Regions from separate parts of the Sus scrofa genome. Here regions 2, 3 and 4 are each linked to region 1. A link is a contact called in public HiChIP or PLAC-seq and promoter capture Hi-C data. All regions are on one chromosome and are shown on one strand. The core of a region is the stretch at or near the end of the contact, and the rest is flanking DNA. Distances in the headings are between cores, read along the strand shown.

Region 1 (3,519 bases), core at 428-2,927:
CATAAAGTCCAAATTCTTGGTAACAATGGCTTCTACTTTAAAAACATACTGTGCATATTATATAACTCTCCCAACAACCTAGGACCTAGCAAGCCAGACTTTGGTTCTCTAAATAGAACAAAAAAAGCTTGCAGCATTTGCCAGAGGAGCTGGGAGCAGGAGGGGAAGGCACCTTTGATCCAAGAGGTTACAAAGATGATGCAGTTAAAGCACCCAAGCAGCAGCTTTTTCCCTTATGGTGATTTATACAAAACCTCACAGGCAACTAAGGGCAGTCAACATCAGCAGATCTAGGAGCTGAACTATTTTTATATTTTTACATCAGCTGAGAGAGAGAACAACAGCATTGAAAGAAGAAACTCCTTTATTTGCATTTCAGAAAACCAAAACCAGAAGTTAGTTAGAAAAGCTGAAGTGAAATAGTGCTCTTTGCTCACCTACTGTAGGCCCAATTTCCAAAAAAAACCATATATATAGCTTTGTCACAAAATAGAAGATTTGAACTATGCCAGTTTGAAACGCTGTGGTAAAACAACAATAAAATATGATTTGGTCTCAAAATTTGCAAAGCATGAATTAAAAAATTCGTCAGTAATTATATAAATTCAAAATTAGCAGAGCTGCTGATTACCAACTGTGTTGCTAATTCTACGTGGCAATATGTATTTAGCTTGGGAAAAGAGACACTTTGTCAGGATTCATCTGGAATTATGTGAGTTTTTAATTATGCTGTCTTTGATACGTCATTCCTTTCATAAAATACACCACACTAAACACACACGTTCATTTTTTTTCAACTACAGATCAGATAGGCTTTGCCAAGTACTGTCTAACAGAGTCATTTGGTGCACAGATCTTGAAATCAGACACACTCACATTTTACCATTTAGTGTGTTACTTCAGAAAGAATTGTTCAGCAGTTGCGTGCTTCGTTGCAGCTTTTTAAAATTGGGCATAATTTTATTTTCCTCACAAACTTTTATAAGAATTCAAGGCGATAATATACATAGTTAACACAGTGCTTGACCTGCAGTAAGAGTTCTCAACCACAGGGCAATGGATAAGATAACTTACTATTTATCTGGCCTTAGCATCCTCAAGTTGGAAATAGTTTTCAAAGCAGCTTCAAGACTCTGCAAGAGGGCGGGGCTTTTGGCGTCTAACGCTCTCTACTAAACTCTGTAGTTCAATAGACCGAGTATTACACAGGACAGAGGCTTGGGTGGAGTGAGAAGGAGCGCGTCCTCTTTCTCCTTTGCCGCCGCCACGACGTAGAAGCCAGACCAGTGCCAGCAGGCCTGGCGGGAGCTGCACTCGTTCTTCCCTTCCCGCGCTCCGCCCCACCGCCCTGGCAATGAAAACACCACCACGTGTCCTGCAGCCTTTGCGTCACTCACCTTCGCCCAATGGCAAACCGATTCACGGAGTTGGGGGCGGGCTGCCAACAGAGGGATTCTGCCCACAGCCATCGGCAATTGGCCAAGGGTGCGCCGCGACAGGGGCCCTCGACCAATGGGGGTAGGCAGTGGGGACCCCGCCCTCTCGGCTGCTTAGTCCTGGGAGGGCCGGCATGAGGGGCGGGGCAGGACGAGAAGGGGCGGAGCTAATTGGGGCGGGGCGGGGCTAGGGGCGGAGGGGGGCCGGCGCCCCGGCCCGCGGAGCCGGCGCCAGCGGGCTGCTGAGGTGGCTGTCGCCCGCTCCGAGCTGCGGCTTCCCCGGGTCGAACCCCGATGGAGGCCGAGGCCGCGGGCCGCCCCCCAGGCAGGGTCGAGGCGGCGCTCAGCTGCTTCTCTTTCAACCAGGACTGCACGTAAGCCGAGGCACCAGCCCTGACGGGAGGTGGGAGAGAAAAAGTGGCGATCAGGGGTGTTGTCCAGTCGGCAGCTTGTAGCAAGAGGCACAGGCCTACGTCCCAATCGGCCCTCGGAGGGAAGGCTGGTGCTTCCCCGGACTGGTGCGGGTCTTGGTAGCCACCCCTTCCTCTTTTCCCCTCTTCCAGCAGGGGGGCTGAGCGCCCCCATCCCCCGCTGCAGGCGGAGAGCCAGGAGCGGCCGGCCGAGAAGGAAGGAGGGAGTTAGCCAGGGGAATGGGGCTAAAGGAGGCTAAGGAATGTGGGGGGCGAGGGAGGAGGGTAATGACCTAAGTGGGGGTCTGGAGAAGGAGGAGCAGTGGCCAAAACAAAGGAGATGGGAAAGGAGCGGGGGTTGCAAATTGACCGAAGGCGAAGTGTTGAGGCCCGGGAAGATGGGAGCACAGGAAAAAGTTTCCCATTTGTCCTTGAGCATCTCAACGTGGCATCTGGGCAGGGCCAATGACAAAGAGGCAGCCTATCCCTGCGGCCAGGCCAGCCCCTGCCCCAGCCCCAGCGCAGAGCACCTCGCCTGCCGGCTCTGGACGTCAGAAACTTTGCCATTGGTCTATACTGGGTTTTCACTTAACCCACTCAGCGAGACACAGTCTCCTTCTCCCAGTCTAGGAACCCTTTCCCGGCCCCGGGCTGGGGCTGCCTTCTCCGAGAAACATGAACTCCACCCTGTTGCTTTTTGAGTGGCTTTTTAATGTTTCACCTTGATGTTCACTTTTGGACTTTGGCCAGAGAGCCTGGAGTTGTTTCAAACATCTGGAGGATTCAGCCCCCCCCCACCCCCCCAGAAGCAAACGCCTTACCTCTTTTCATGTTAGACTCCAGCTCTGTGGACCATATGGAATAATCTCTTTGGAATGTGCACCCAGAGCATCAGGCAGCAATTCCCAGTTTCCCATTTCCTGCTGTACCAGTTTCTGTTGTGTTCCTTGTTTGGAGTCAGCTTCAGGTTTGTGTGTTGGCTGCCTGTGGCCGGGCTATGCTAATATTGAACATTCGGTGGTGTAATTAAGGCCATCCTGTACCATAAGCAACTCTGGCTCCCATTGCCTTTGTGTTTCTGTTTAAAAAACACCCTATGCTAAACAATATGCCTTTGTTTGGGGAAAAAAAAAACAAAACAGCAACAACTGTATGTGCCATCGGGTAGCTGGGCAACCTGGATAGATGAGTGACTTTCAAGCTTTCTTTGACCACAGCCCATGATACGAAATCCATATTACAACATTACCCCATATCCATCTATGTAATATCACTGTAAAGCCATTTGCAACATGATGTTTACCTTTAAAATATGCACTACCCTTTAGTATTTTCTGTTTCTTTTTTTTTTTTTTTAAGCCATTTGTGACTCACTGAGTTGTTTTTAGGATCTACTCACAAGTTGAGACCCAGAGTTTACAAAAATGATGGTCTAGATACAATTCTGATGTTTTGTAAGACACATTTTGCAAGAGAGGATGGCTGTTGAAATGCCTGGGTGTTTTCCTTCCCAACTGAATGCATGTTAAGAAGGGGCGCTTATCAGCTTGCTTATTAGGGGGAAATGCTCTGAATTCTGCTTTGTAGCGTTATTAATTTTTTTTAAGGGATATTAATTTTTCCTCTAGATAAGTCCCAGCTTTTCTATAGTAATTGGATTAGAATGTTATTTT
Region 2 (3,519 bases), core at 736-3,235, 250 kb after region 1:
AGGGCTGGCTGTGGTCTATGAGTTCCTGGCGCAGTGCTCTCCCCCGTTATTAGCTTCACAAAGCTTCCCCTTCCCCCCCCCCCAAGCAGTTTTCCTCTACTCAATCCTGGGAGAAAAAAAAGTGACACCAGAGAGTAACTTAAGCACTTCCTGAACAACAAAAAAATCCCACTCAAAAAAATGCTGCTTGGAAAAGCTTGAAATCTATAGCGAACTCCTAGATAATTGCTACCCAGATGCAACAGAGAGAATCCTGACACACCTGAAGTACCAGACTCCGTACCGCAACTTTGGCAAATGCCTTTTATAAAGTAGAAAATATGATACAAAGAAAATGAAGTGCTAATTAACACTCAAACGACAAAAATAAAATCCCTCTTCTCTTAGCTCTTTGAAAGACCAGAAATAAAGTTCTTGTGCGTTTTTCACTTATTAACAAGGCTTAATCTAACTTAAAAAATACTGACAAACAGAAGCAGAGCCGACACTGATTCACTGACTCAACTTGTACAGGCTCTGCATCACTTCTAGGCCAAAGATTCTTTATTATCAACACACAGTTTAATTTAAGTAGTAGAAGCAAGTGGTGGTACCCCTTCCCTCCGGCCCCCAGTTACTAAGCAAAAGGAGAGTGGAACGTGTTGCATAGTGATTACAGGCAAACATCCTGCCCCACCGTGACACCCGGGCGAAAAACCACCGCTGCGAACTTTTTTAGACTAACTAAATGGGGCTACTCTTTCCTGACGCCAGTACAATAAACAGGACACCCTCAAGTTTCATATCCTTGCCCCAAAGGGTCCAAGAGCAGTCACCGTTCGCCCTTGACCAGAGTCTCGGGCAAAAGTTTCCTCATTGCGATGGTTCCAGAACACTGGAAGGGCCAAGGAAGCAGGGAAGTGGGAGCAGCCCCGATCCCATGTGACTCGGGCACCCACCCACCCGGGAAGGCGAGGCTGGGCAGGCAGCGCTGGGGCGTGGGGTCAGGGTGTAGGGTCTGGGGCTGGCTCTCGGGTCTGCTGCCTCGTCCGGAGGAGGGAAGACAGGAGGGGGCACCCCGCACTCCCGGCACCCGGCTCCCTTCACTTCCCTTCTCGCAGGGGGCGAGGCCAGCGACGGAGTGGGGGGTGGGGGGCCAGCCGGGATCCCTGCCCCGCAGCAAGAGGGAAAAGGGGCACCCCCAGGCATCCCCTCCGCTGGGGGCAAGGGCACCCCGGGCAGGCAGGGTCGGTGCCCGGGGCGCGCCCCCTTCCCGCGCGCCCGCCCGCCGGGCCCGTTTCTACTCCGGGGACTGAGCGAACGAGGGCGGTGCCCGGTCCCGCGCCGGCCCGCGGCCGCCCCCGGCCCCCGGCCCCCCGGCTCCGACCCCGGCCCGGCACCTTTGATCACGTTGCTGTAGATGGTGGGACGGAACTCCTCGCGCGCGCGCTGGTCGAAGTCCTGTCCGTGGATGATCCGCATCTGCTTCAGGAAGGTGGACTTGCCGCTCTCGCCCGCACCCAGCAGCAGGATCTTCACGAGCCGCTTCACGTAGGTCTTCTCCCGCGACAGGCATTTGTCGATCTCTTTGGACTTGCGCTGCTGCTCGGCCTCGCCGCTCGTCAGCACGCAGCCGGGGAAGCACACGGACAGCACGGACCGCGACGGCAGGAAGTCCGCCATCTTGCCGCCGCCGCCGCCGCCGCCGCCTCGGCGGGCCCCTCCGGCTCCCTCCACCTCCTCCTCGGGCGGCGGGCGGCTCCGGCACCGCGGCTCGAGGGCGGGGAGCGCAGTGGCGACCCGAGCGCGCCGGGGGAGGGAGGGAACCAGCGAACTGACTCGCAGGGCGGGCCAGGCGAGCCGGGGAGGGAGGGAGGGAGGGAAGGAGGGCGGGCCTGGGAGGGGCGGTGGCCCGGGGGACGTGCGCGTGCCCGCTGCCTCCGGGGGCGCGCGCGCACGCCGCGGCGGCTCCTCCGACCCGTGCGCTGGGCCGGAGAATCACGTTCTACTGTGAATTCGCGGCCGCCGTCAGGCGCGCGCGGGGAGGGGTTGAAGGGGTGGGGCCTTGTGTTCATGTGATCTCGGGCTGGGCGCCTTGCAGAGCCAGCCTTTCTGTTTCCCTTTAATTAGCTGCACCCACTTACGCGCCCAAGGGCTGCTTCCGGGAGCCCTGGAGGCTGGGGCCCGGAGAGAAGAACTCAGATGCAGCACTTTGGGTTCCCCAACCGCTCCCGCCGCGGTTACGTGCGGGTCGCCGGCTGTCATCGTTCGCTCTCCTAGTTTCGAGGCCATTGGCTTGAATGTTATTCAAAGAGCGAGCGCGAGTTGGGCAAGTTTTTGGTGCGTTTTCCTAGAGTATCTTCCTTGACATCCTGCTCTCACAAACTCAAAACGTTAACCAAACATCTTCACATCCTCCCCAACACCGGCCCGCAGCTCTCTTCGGTATTCTCTGAGCCCTACAAAGATCATCTCTTGGAGGAGAAAGACTTCGTGTTGATGTTAATCTGAGATGGGCGAGGAGGGGTTGTTGATGTCTCATTGATGCGGATTCCAACCCAAGCTGCTGAAATCAAGATGTAGCTGCAGTAGGGTGAGGTCATGGTGAAAATCCCCCTTAACCGGACACTGTGATGCAGACTCTTCCCTAACAAGGAAGCAGATAAGCAAACAGACCGAGGAGAAGAGCCGGCAAATTTTAGGTTTCCTGCCAGATTACAGAGGATATGACCAGCCAAGGGACTTTTTTCCTATCCTAATAGCAGATTCAGGCCAGGACACCTGAAGGGCTGCCAGGAGACAAGCGACCAGTGACAGCTGGGTTGGCCCCCAAAAGCCAACTTCTTCATTCTTGGTATTCTAGTTTTAAGTGCAAAAAGGCTTTTGGGGTGGTCTCCGTTTATGGCAGTACAACCCTAATGTTCCTTGATGAGAACTTCTGTGGCTCAGAAACGTCTATGCGTCAGAAACTGAAGAAAGAGGTCAGCACTCCCAAGAGGCTCAGGAACAGGTTTAAATTTTAAAAATCAGTGCTAATCAGTTCACTGTCTGGGTTGGGTTAATGTCCGAGGAGCCTCATGACTCAGTAAACTGGCTGCAGTAAACAGTGCCTGTAGTGGGATTATCTCCTCTTGTCCTGGCCAAGCCCACAGGGTGGACAAGCTACAATATACAAAGTAGTGTAGGTTCAACTCTTAATATCTAAGGATTGTTAGGGCCAGAATCACTAGGTGGTGCCTTCAGGTAAAATATAGGGTAAACGTCTCTCCTGGTTGCAAGATCTCTCTGTGGCCTCAGCTAGTGTTTGGGAGGCTCTGTTCTCCACCCATGAAAGGATGAACCAGGGCAGGGGTCTAGCACCGGCCTCCAAGCACCCTTTCTATATGGACTCCAGATGCTAATCTGAATTCTACGAAAACAGGAAGAGGGAAGCCTATCAGTTAAGTAGTTAACATATTTTTTTTTCTTTTTCCAAAAGTGTGTGCAACGTAATGGAGAACCAAGGATGCCTAGGAGGCAGGAAGGTATTCCTGCCCAGCC
Region 3 (3,519 bases), core at 292-2,791, 170 kb after region 1:
AACACAATTCTTAACCCACTGAACCACCAGGGAACTCCTAAGTCTTAACACATTGCCTGGGCAGATCTTTGTTTTAACTTAATCTATTTTCTGGTAGACTTTTTTTCCCATGATGTTTTTCTTTTAATAGCTCAACTGGTAGCAAGTGCTCTCCTGGATCTTGAATCTCTCTCTCTCTCTCTTTTTTTTTTTTTTTTTTTTATGATGCTGAAGCAAAGTACTGTGATTTCACCGACTTTGAGCAACCCCAGATGGCCCCACTTGACTAGAAAAGTGGTTGAAAGAAAGTTTAATCTTATAACCTCTTTTATAAACAACCTGAAAAAAATGGGTTAGGCCTCTGGCTTGTGGTATTTTACTTCTTATGAGGTCACAGAAGGCGGTGAAAACACAGCAGAACTTGAAATTAGGGAGATCTGGTCTCACGCTTCCTAAGCTACTGTAGGCTTGTTTCCGCATTATTAACACTTTTCAACTCTGCTTTCCAAAAGCGAAAACACAACACACGTTCAAGGGACGCACCAGGCCCTTGGCAAGAGAGGAGAGTTCCCAAAGTTCCAGCAAGATCCAAAAGCAAATCAATACTGAATCCAGACGCTCTTACAGCCTTCACAACTTTGCAGCCTGAATGCAGGTACGCACGGCACGCGCCGTCCGAGGACCCCCGACCTTTTCCTCTTAGAAGCCTCACGCTCCTATTAATTCAACGTCATAGGCGCATCTTTCCATGCAGACTGGAAATTGGTACTGAGAGCCGCAACGTCCCATACCGTAGCCAGGAGCCGCGCGGGGCTCTCGAGCCAGTGAAATGCAGCCAGTGGGAGCAGAGACGTGCTGGCGAGTAAAACGCAGGCCAGAATTTGAAGACGTAGTTCGAAAACAGTACTGTACAGTGAGCGAAGGTGGAGAAGACAAATACTGTCTGATTTTACATCTATGTGGAATCTAAGTGAGCACAACTGGTTAAAAGAGAGAGAGGGAGCGTGGAATGAGGCGATTAGGGGCTGGGGGGCGGGGGCAGGAAAGGCGGCCAAGGCTCCAACCTTGCAGCTAGTAGGTAAACAAACCCCGGAGATCTAGCGCACAACACCACTGTGTGATAAACATCAAACCTGCTGAGAGACCACATCTTAGTTATTGACACACACAAGAACGTAAAATAGCTTAATAAATGTCATAGTGAGTATCATGTGGGTGGTATTTGGGGTGCACTGGAGTATATAGAGATTAAATTCCTTTCACCTGCTTCTTTTTGCAGGCGCTGATAAGGCTACCAGAAGCATCACAATGACACAAGTGGCTGGAGCTGCTCTAGATCACCCGTCAGAATCTAGGAAGGGACGAAGGTTCAAACGCGGCACGCGACGAGAACGCTTCTACGGCTCTAGTCCAGAGCTGATTGCACTCACGGCTTTGCGCCCTCGCTGGTTTCCCGCCGCCCCGCCTGGCGCCCGCCCACGTGGCCGCGGCGCCGGATCCCCGCTGCGTCCGGGTCCCGCCGCCCAAGGAGGCCGCGCTGCGCACCCGCTCGGCGCGCGGGGAAGCCCCGGGCGGAAGCTGCTGGGCGAGGGTGCCTGCTCCGGCCCGCGCTTCCTGCAGGGGGAGGGCCCGCCGCCGCCGCCACTGCCTCCGCCCCCGAGGGGGCGCCCGGCCCGCGGGGCCCAGGATGGACCAGCGTCGTGTCGCGGAGTTCCTGCTGCGCGCGGAGAGCCAGCGGGGCCGGGGACGACGGCCACCGTCGTCCTGTTCGTCTGTTTAACCCTCTCTGCTGAGTTGGCGGCCTGAGATGGGAACGCTGAACCCTTCCCTCGACAGGAGAGTTTCTGCCTCCTTCCTAGGCGCCGAGGTGAACATTTCCAATTCACTTTCTCTCCAGAATAGTGTGTAGACAGCGGAAAATTCTTCTCTTTACTCTCAAATGCCTGTGGGTTCAGCATTTGCAGAGCAAAGAAAGTGAAAAATCACTTTTCAAAAGTACAAAGATTTATTGTAGTAACCGAATTATATTTTTGACCTTAACCCTAAGAAATGTTCCTAAGGCAATCATTAGTTATACACGCCGCTTAAGTGATGACTGCAGAAAAATGCCTGTTACCTAAAACTTAAGGCTTGTCCAACTTTTAACAGGAGTGAATGGTTTGTTGCAATAGACTTTTTTTTTTTTTTTCCTGGTCTCAGTGCAGGGTAGGTACAAATGGACTTATTTCTTGACCAAATAATTGTCACCCCAAATTACACACTTAACCAAATCCGAATTCTTTTAGGTTTATCACTCATCCTGACATATAGGACTAAAGCTGTGCTTACCCAGTAGGAAAACAAAAAACTGAACAGAATCGAGAATAGTTAAAAACACATTACCCAAGGAGGAAATAAAACCCCAACAGAATCCATCAAAGTCCACACAGCACTGGGTTCTCTTTTCAGTATTAGAATGACCAACTGTCCACTCTGATTAGTTTTAATGGCCAATCACCATGTTCTAAATGACTGAAGGAGGTTTAATTTTGTAGAGAGTGAATGTAAGGGAAACTGGTGATTCCGTAATGAAATGAGCTTTAAATCATATTACATAAATAATAAGTGAAAGAATTTAGGTATCAAAGTTTTGAAAAATTTACCTTTAGTTTCATCTTCAAGGTGAAATGGGAAGTGGGACGTGCCGTCTGCCCAGCATGCAGCCATACAAGGTGCTCTTTGAGATCGCCAGCACACACGGACCTGGCAGAGGCAGCCCATCGGGTCTGAGGTTTTCAACCCGTTCCAGCTATGGAAATCCGGGTGATAGTCACAGACTGACTGGGGATTCTCAGCACACCCACAGGTATCCCCATCACAGCTCTCTCCATCTCAAGTAAAGGCTTAAAGGAAAGGAGTGAGGAAGATATTTTGTAGAAATAAACCTAACACCTGGAATGAACCCTAATAAACCTACAGGAAAAGCACAACTCTCATAGATAGGACCACTGTGTAATACTGAAGGACAAATATGGGCGTTTCTTTTACTTTAACCCTTGTATTCTATTGCTTTTGCTGCAAGAATGTTGCCTGTGGCCTGAAATATACAGGAGAGCCCATTCTCCTGGCTCTGACCTTTACAGGCATAACACTTTACCAGTCATATAAAAAGTTACAGAACAGAGAAGAACATTTATCTCGTGGGCCCTTTACGGGAACCTCATGACCTGACCTGAGTGGAACAGCTGCAAGAACAAAGAATGGCGCCAACCAACCACAACGTCTCCCCTTTTAGTGTAAAAGAAGCCAGAATTCCAACTTGGATAGGATGGTCCTTTGGGATGCTGGTCTACCGTCTTCTCAGCCTGCTGGCTTTCTGGATAAAGTTGCTGTTCCTTGCCCCAACCACTCATCTCTCGAAGTATTGGCCCATCGTGCTGTTGAGTGGTATAAGCTTGGACTGGGTAACAATGACAACAAATTTTGTGCAAGACCCTCCACCAAGGAACATGTCTGTAAAAGCAGAAAGCTGCCATGTTCCACTGTCATTTTCACTTGCAA
Region 4 (3,519 bases), core at 554-3,053, 140 kb after region 1:
TCCTGGCCTTGCTCAGTGGGTTAAGGATCCCGCGTTGCTGTGAGTTGTGGTGTGGGTGGCAGACACAGCTCGGATCCCGAGTTGCTGCGGCTGTGGTGTAGGCCAGCGGCTACAGCTTCGATTAGACCCCTAGCCAGGGAACCTCCATATGCCGCGGGTGCAGCCCCACAAAAGACAAAAAAAAAAAAAAAAAAGGATCATGTCCAGAGACCGCTGGAGTCAGCTACTGGACTTGCTAAGCCATAAACAGCAAGAACAATAAGAGCTAAAGCCTAGTGAAGGTTTACCTTATGGCAGGCAATGCGATCTCTACTTTACCGGCCTCACAAATTAAACCTTTCGATTCTGGGAATGTCAGGACTGTCCGCATTTGATAGATTTGGAAATTGACGCTCCAGGAAGTTAGGTCACTCGGGCAAGGTCCCCGGAGTTAATCAGTGGTCCAGGCTGTACAGTGCTGGTCGTTACCCAAGCACTTGGTGCCAACATACCTGCTCCCCTAACCCAGGCCAGCCTTAACAACACAGCATGGCATTTAACTCAGAGACTCTAGCGCAAACTCGTAAGAGAAATCAGGCAGCGACTGCAAAGGGATTTTTATTGATTCAGATCATCGTCCTGGTGACGACCCTCCGTGCCCGCACTCCCAAACCAGGCGTTCTTGAGTTTCTGATTTCAGAAGCACATTCTCCAAACCCCAATGAAGGGAGCAGCCGATGCCGAAGTCGGCAGGGGTTATGTGGAGAATGAGGCTTTTGCTTCAGAGCAGGTCTTAAACAGGCCCTGAGGGTGGGAGGTGGGCACCGGCAAGCTGAGTCTGCGCCCCCGAGGACTCCGAAATGCCTGGGACCCGACACACTGCTTGGTTCCCTTGACGAGCTCATAACTGAGTTGTCCCGTGCATCACCTGCTGAGTTCACGGTGACCTTGGGGTCCGGGACTACAGGACGAGGGGCATGTGCCCCCTCAACGTCCTGGTCCCTCTCGTGAAGGAGCGCCCCGCGAGTTAGGCAGCTGTGCACCTGTGTGGACTTCGCCTCCCGCCTGGCGGGCAGGAAGCGCGCGCGCGCCGGGCCGGGGATGCTGACTCAGCCCGGCCGCTCACACACATCCCTTTCGCGCAACGCGATGCTGTTGCTGTTGCAGCAAAGGGGGGAAGGCAAAGCACCCGTGGTAGCCGGGCGGCTCACTCGCTGGGGCCCACTGCGACACTCCCTCACCCCACCCCACCCCGCCAAGGGGAACAGCAGGGGTGCGCGAGTTGACGAAATCGGGGGAAGTGGGCGCTGGAGGAGGAACTCGGGGTCCGCGGCGCCGCGCGCGCAGCTCACACCCAAACTGGAAGGAACCTGTTCCGCCCGGGGCGGGCGCGGAGCGGCCGCAACGGCGAGCCCAAACCCTCTGGGCGCGGGCGCGATCGGGGCTAAGCCTGGGGTGCGCCCGGGCCTGCGAGAAGGGAGGCGGCTCCGGGGGACCCCGCTCGCCCGGCCAGAAGTGCCCGCGCCAGCACTCCCGGCTTACAGTGCAGCCGAGCGCCCGGCTTACAGTCCAGCCAGGCGCGCAGAGATGCGCGGAGCTGGAGAGGGCTGGGGGCGGCGTGCGCGGGCTCCCGGCGGCGAGGGCGGGAGCAGTCCCGGGAGACCCCGTGGCAGGCAGGTCTAGGACAGCGACGCAGTTACCTTCCGTGACCCTCAGCCCCGGCTCTGGGCGCGCGCGTGCCCGACACGGCCTCGTCCACGTGGGCCGGCGCGCGCACGCCAGGCCGGCCCCCTCGGCGGCGCTCCGCGCTCGCAGCACATGGTCGGCGGCGCGCCCCCGAGGCCGGCGGAGACCGGCTACAGCCGGTATAGGATAAGAGATAGGCAGCAACGCGGGGCCGGGGCGCGGGCAGCAGCACGCACGGCCGGGGCGCAGGCGGCTGGGGAGGGGGGCGGGGGGGCGCGGCCAGGGTGCCCCAGGAGCAGGAGCGGGTGGGGGCCCGGGGCCCGGGCGCGGTGGGCCGGGCGCCGGGTGCTCACCCACCCGAGCCAACTTGCCATAGGCTCGGGCCCACGCCCTAAGGGGTTAATCCTTTCTCATGTTCCCGAGCGGCTTATAAGGAGGGGGAGGCCAAGCCTCCGCCTTATTGGGAGCCTTTTGGGGTTTATTCTCTTCCCTTCTAACTTGGTGAGTTGGTTTTATGATTTTACATGTTTAAAAGTTTGATGGTGGGGTGTGGGTGTTTTTTTTTTTAATCTGTGTTGGGAGCTTTTTTTTTGAGGGGGGTCGTTGGAGGGAGGAGGAGGAAACCACTTAACAGCTTAACATTTTGGAGAGGTTATTCCTAATAATCTTCTCTCTGACAGTTGGGAATGGTCAGGGCCACCGGGATGACGCGCTGTAGCCAGTGTGGGCAGCCTGGAGTTGCATGTCGGTGGCCCCAGTACAGCTGGGGTCCGAAAACTACCTAAAGGCAGCTTTGGTCTCTGAGTGCCCCCGTCCCGGTTAGGGGCTCCGGGCCGTCGGGCGAGTCCCCGCCGCCGCGCTCGGCCCCCAGCATGGATTTTCCGCATGAAGTTGCCTGCGCGTCACAAGAGCGAAATGTCAGAGGTACCTTCCCCAGGCTCGCGCGCGCACGCAGGGCGGCCACGGCGGCAGCGCGAGGGAAAGTGGGGTTCCCGGTCTCCCCCTACCCGACAGACACACACCCGGGGCGGCCGACGGAAAGGCAGCGATTTCCCTGCAGAGAGCAGGTTGTCAACCTTGACCGTCAGTCAGAGCTGTCAGTGGCTGACGGCTGGTCCCGCTCAACTTCCAAGGTTCCGCGGCTGCGGACCACAGGAAAGCGCCCGTGTAGCGGAGCCGTTCTATAACCGGGGAGGATGGTTTTACCGAGGAAATGGGTTATTTCCTTCTTCTTTTTTTTTTTTTTTTTTTGTTTCCTTGCTTCTTAAAAAAAAAAAACCAAAAACCCACGACCTTCCCCCACCACCCCCATCAGACAGGTGATAGAAGTTTGTTAAGTGGCACGTTAAATGAATGTCACCAAACCAAGGGGCGCTAGTCTTAGGAAAAGCTCCCCGGAGCCAACTGGGGAAGAGCAATTACAACTTGTCAACCTGGAAGCTGGTTTTGTTTGCAGTTATAGACGTGCCAGCTCTTTCTTGAAGGAGACGGTTTCTACCCTGGGAATGAGATTTCTCAGTTATTATTTTTTCGCATCCTAGTCAATGGAGGGTCTGGTTTGCAAAAAAAAAAAAAAAAAAAATGACCAAGTGCTATGCAGAAATCGCTAAGTGCTGCATCTCCTCTTGTCCCAAGCACCAGTAGGTGGCATTTGGGGGGCCCATATGACATCCTGCCTGGTGAATATAGAAATACCTCTTCTCATAATTAAGGGAAGAGTGTCCAAGATAGAAAGTTACAGTATGTAAATAAACAACGCAGCCAAGTGGAAAAGCTCCTTCTGTCTTAATGAGTACCACTAACCCGGAGTTTTCCTCTGTGGTTTCCCAAAAAGGATGTTCCTCAGTGGAACTC

What was found. Promoter capture Hi-C pulls out the DNA fragments that hold promoters and counts their contacts. HiChIP or PLAC-seq counts read pairs in DNA pulled down with a chosen protein or histone mark.
Region 2: a contact with region 1 is called in a promoter capture Hi-C map of liver, with 6 times the contacts expected there. The contact joins the promoter of GNA13 here to the promoter of WIPI1 in region 1. A contact is called at or near these places in 3 of 5 promoter capture datasets (fetal skeletal muscle and liver), 1 of 47 Hi-C or Micro-C datasets (heart right ventricle) and 2 of 2 datasets of contacts at active chromatin or transcription factors (alveolar macrophages and skeletal muscle).
Region 3: a promoter capture Hi-C map of liver shows a contact between it and region 1, with 10 times the contacts expected there. The contact joins the promoter of ARSG here to the promoter of WIPI1 in region 1. A contact is called at or near these places in 5 of 5 promoter capture datasets (fetal liver, fetal skeletal muscle, liver and 1 more), 14 of 47 Hi-C or Micro-C datasets (alveolar macrophages, brain, embryonic fibroblasts and 8 more) and 2 of 2 datasets of contacts at active chromatin or transcription factors (alveolar macrophages and skeletal muscle).
Region 4: a contact with region 1 is called in an H3K27ac HiChIP or PLAC-seq map of alveolar macrophages. The contact joins the promoter of SLC16A6 here to the promoter of WIPI1 in region 1. A contact is called at or near these places in 2 of 5 promoter capture datasets (both in liver) and 2 of 2 datasets of contacts at active chromatin or transcription factors (alveolar macrophages and skeletal muscle).

Annotation. Positions count from the first base shown.
Region 1 is chr12:11,713,655-11,717,173 of Sscrofa11.1, forward strand. It overlaps WIPI1 (WD repeat domain, phosphoinositide interacting 1), which reads left to right and starts at 1,678. Exons shown (of 13, transcript NM_001190294.1): 1 at 1,678-1,810. The coding sequence starts at 1,731. It overlaps LOC106507955 (a long non-coding RNA gene), which reads right to left and starts at 1,581. Exons shown (of 3, transcript XR_001304383.2): 1 at 1,075-1,581.
Region 2 is chr12:11,964,928-11,968,446 of Sscrofa11.1, forward strand. GNA13 (guanine nucleotide-binding protein subunit alpha-13) reads right to left here and starts at 1,986. Exons shown (of 4, transcript XM_003357998.4): 1 at 1,380-1,986. The coding sequence starts at 1,662.
Region 3 is chr12:11,881,303-11,884,821 of Sscrofa11.1, forward strand. ARSG (arylsulfatase G) reads right to left here and starts at 1,542. Exons shown (of 12, transcript XM_021066718.1): 1 at 1,410-1,542.
Region 4 is chr12:11,856,029-11,859,547 of Sscrofa11.1, forward strand. It overlaps SLC16A6 (monocarboxylate transporter 7), which reads left to right and starts at 1,804. Exons shown (of 6, transcript XM_013989910.2): 1 at 1,804-2,166. All of the region lies in intron 1 of ARSG (arylsulfatase G), which reads right to left.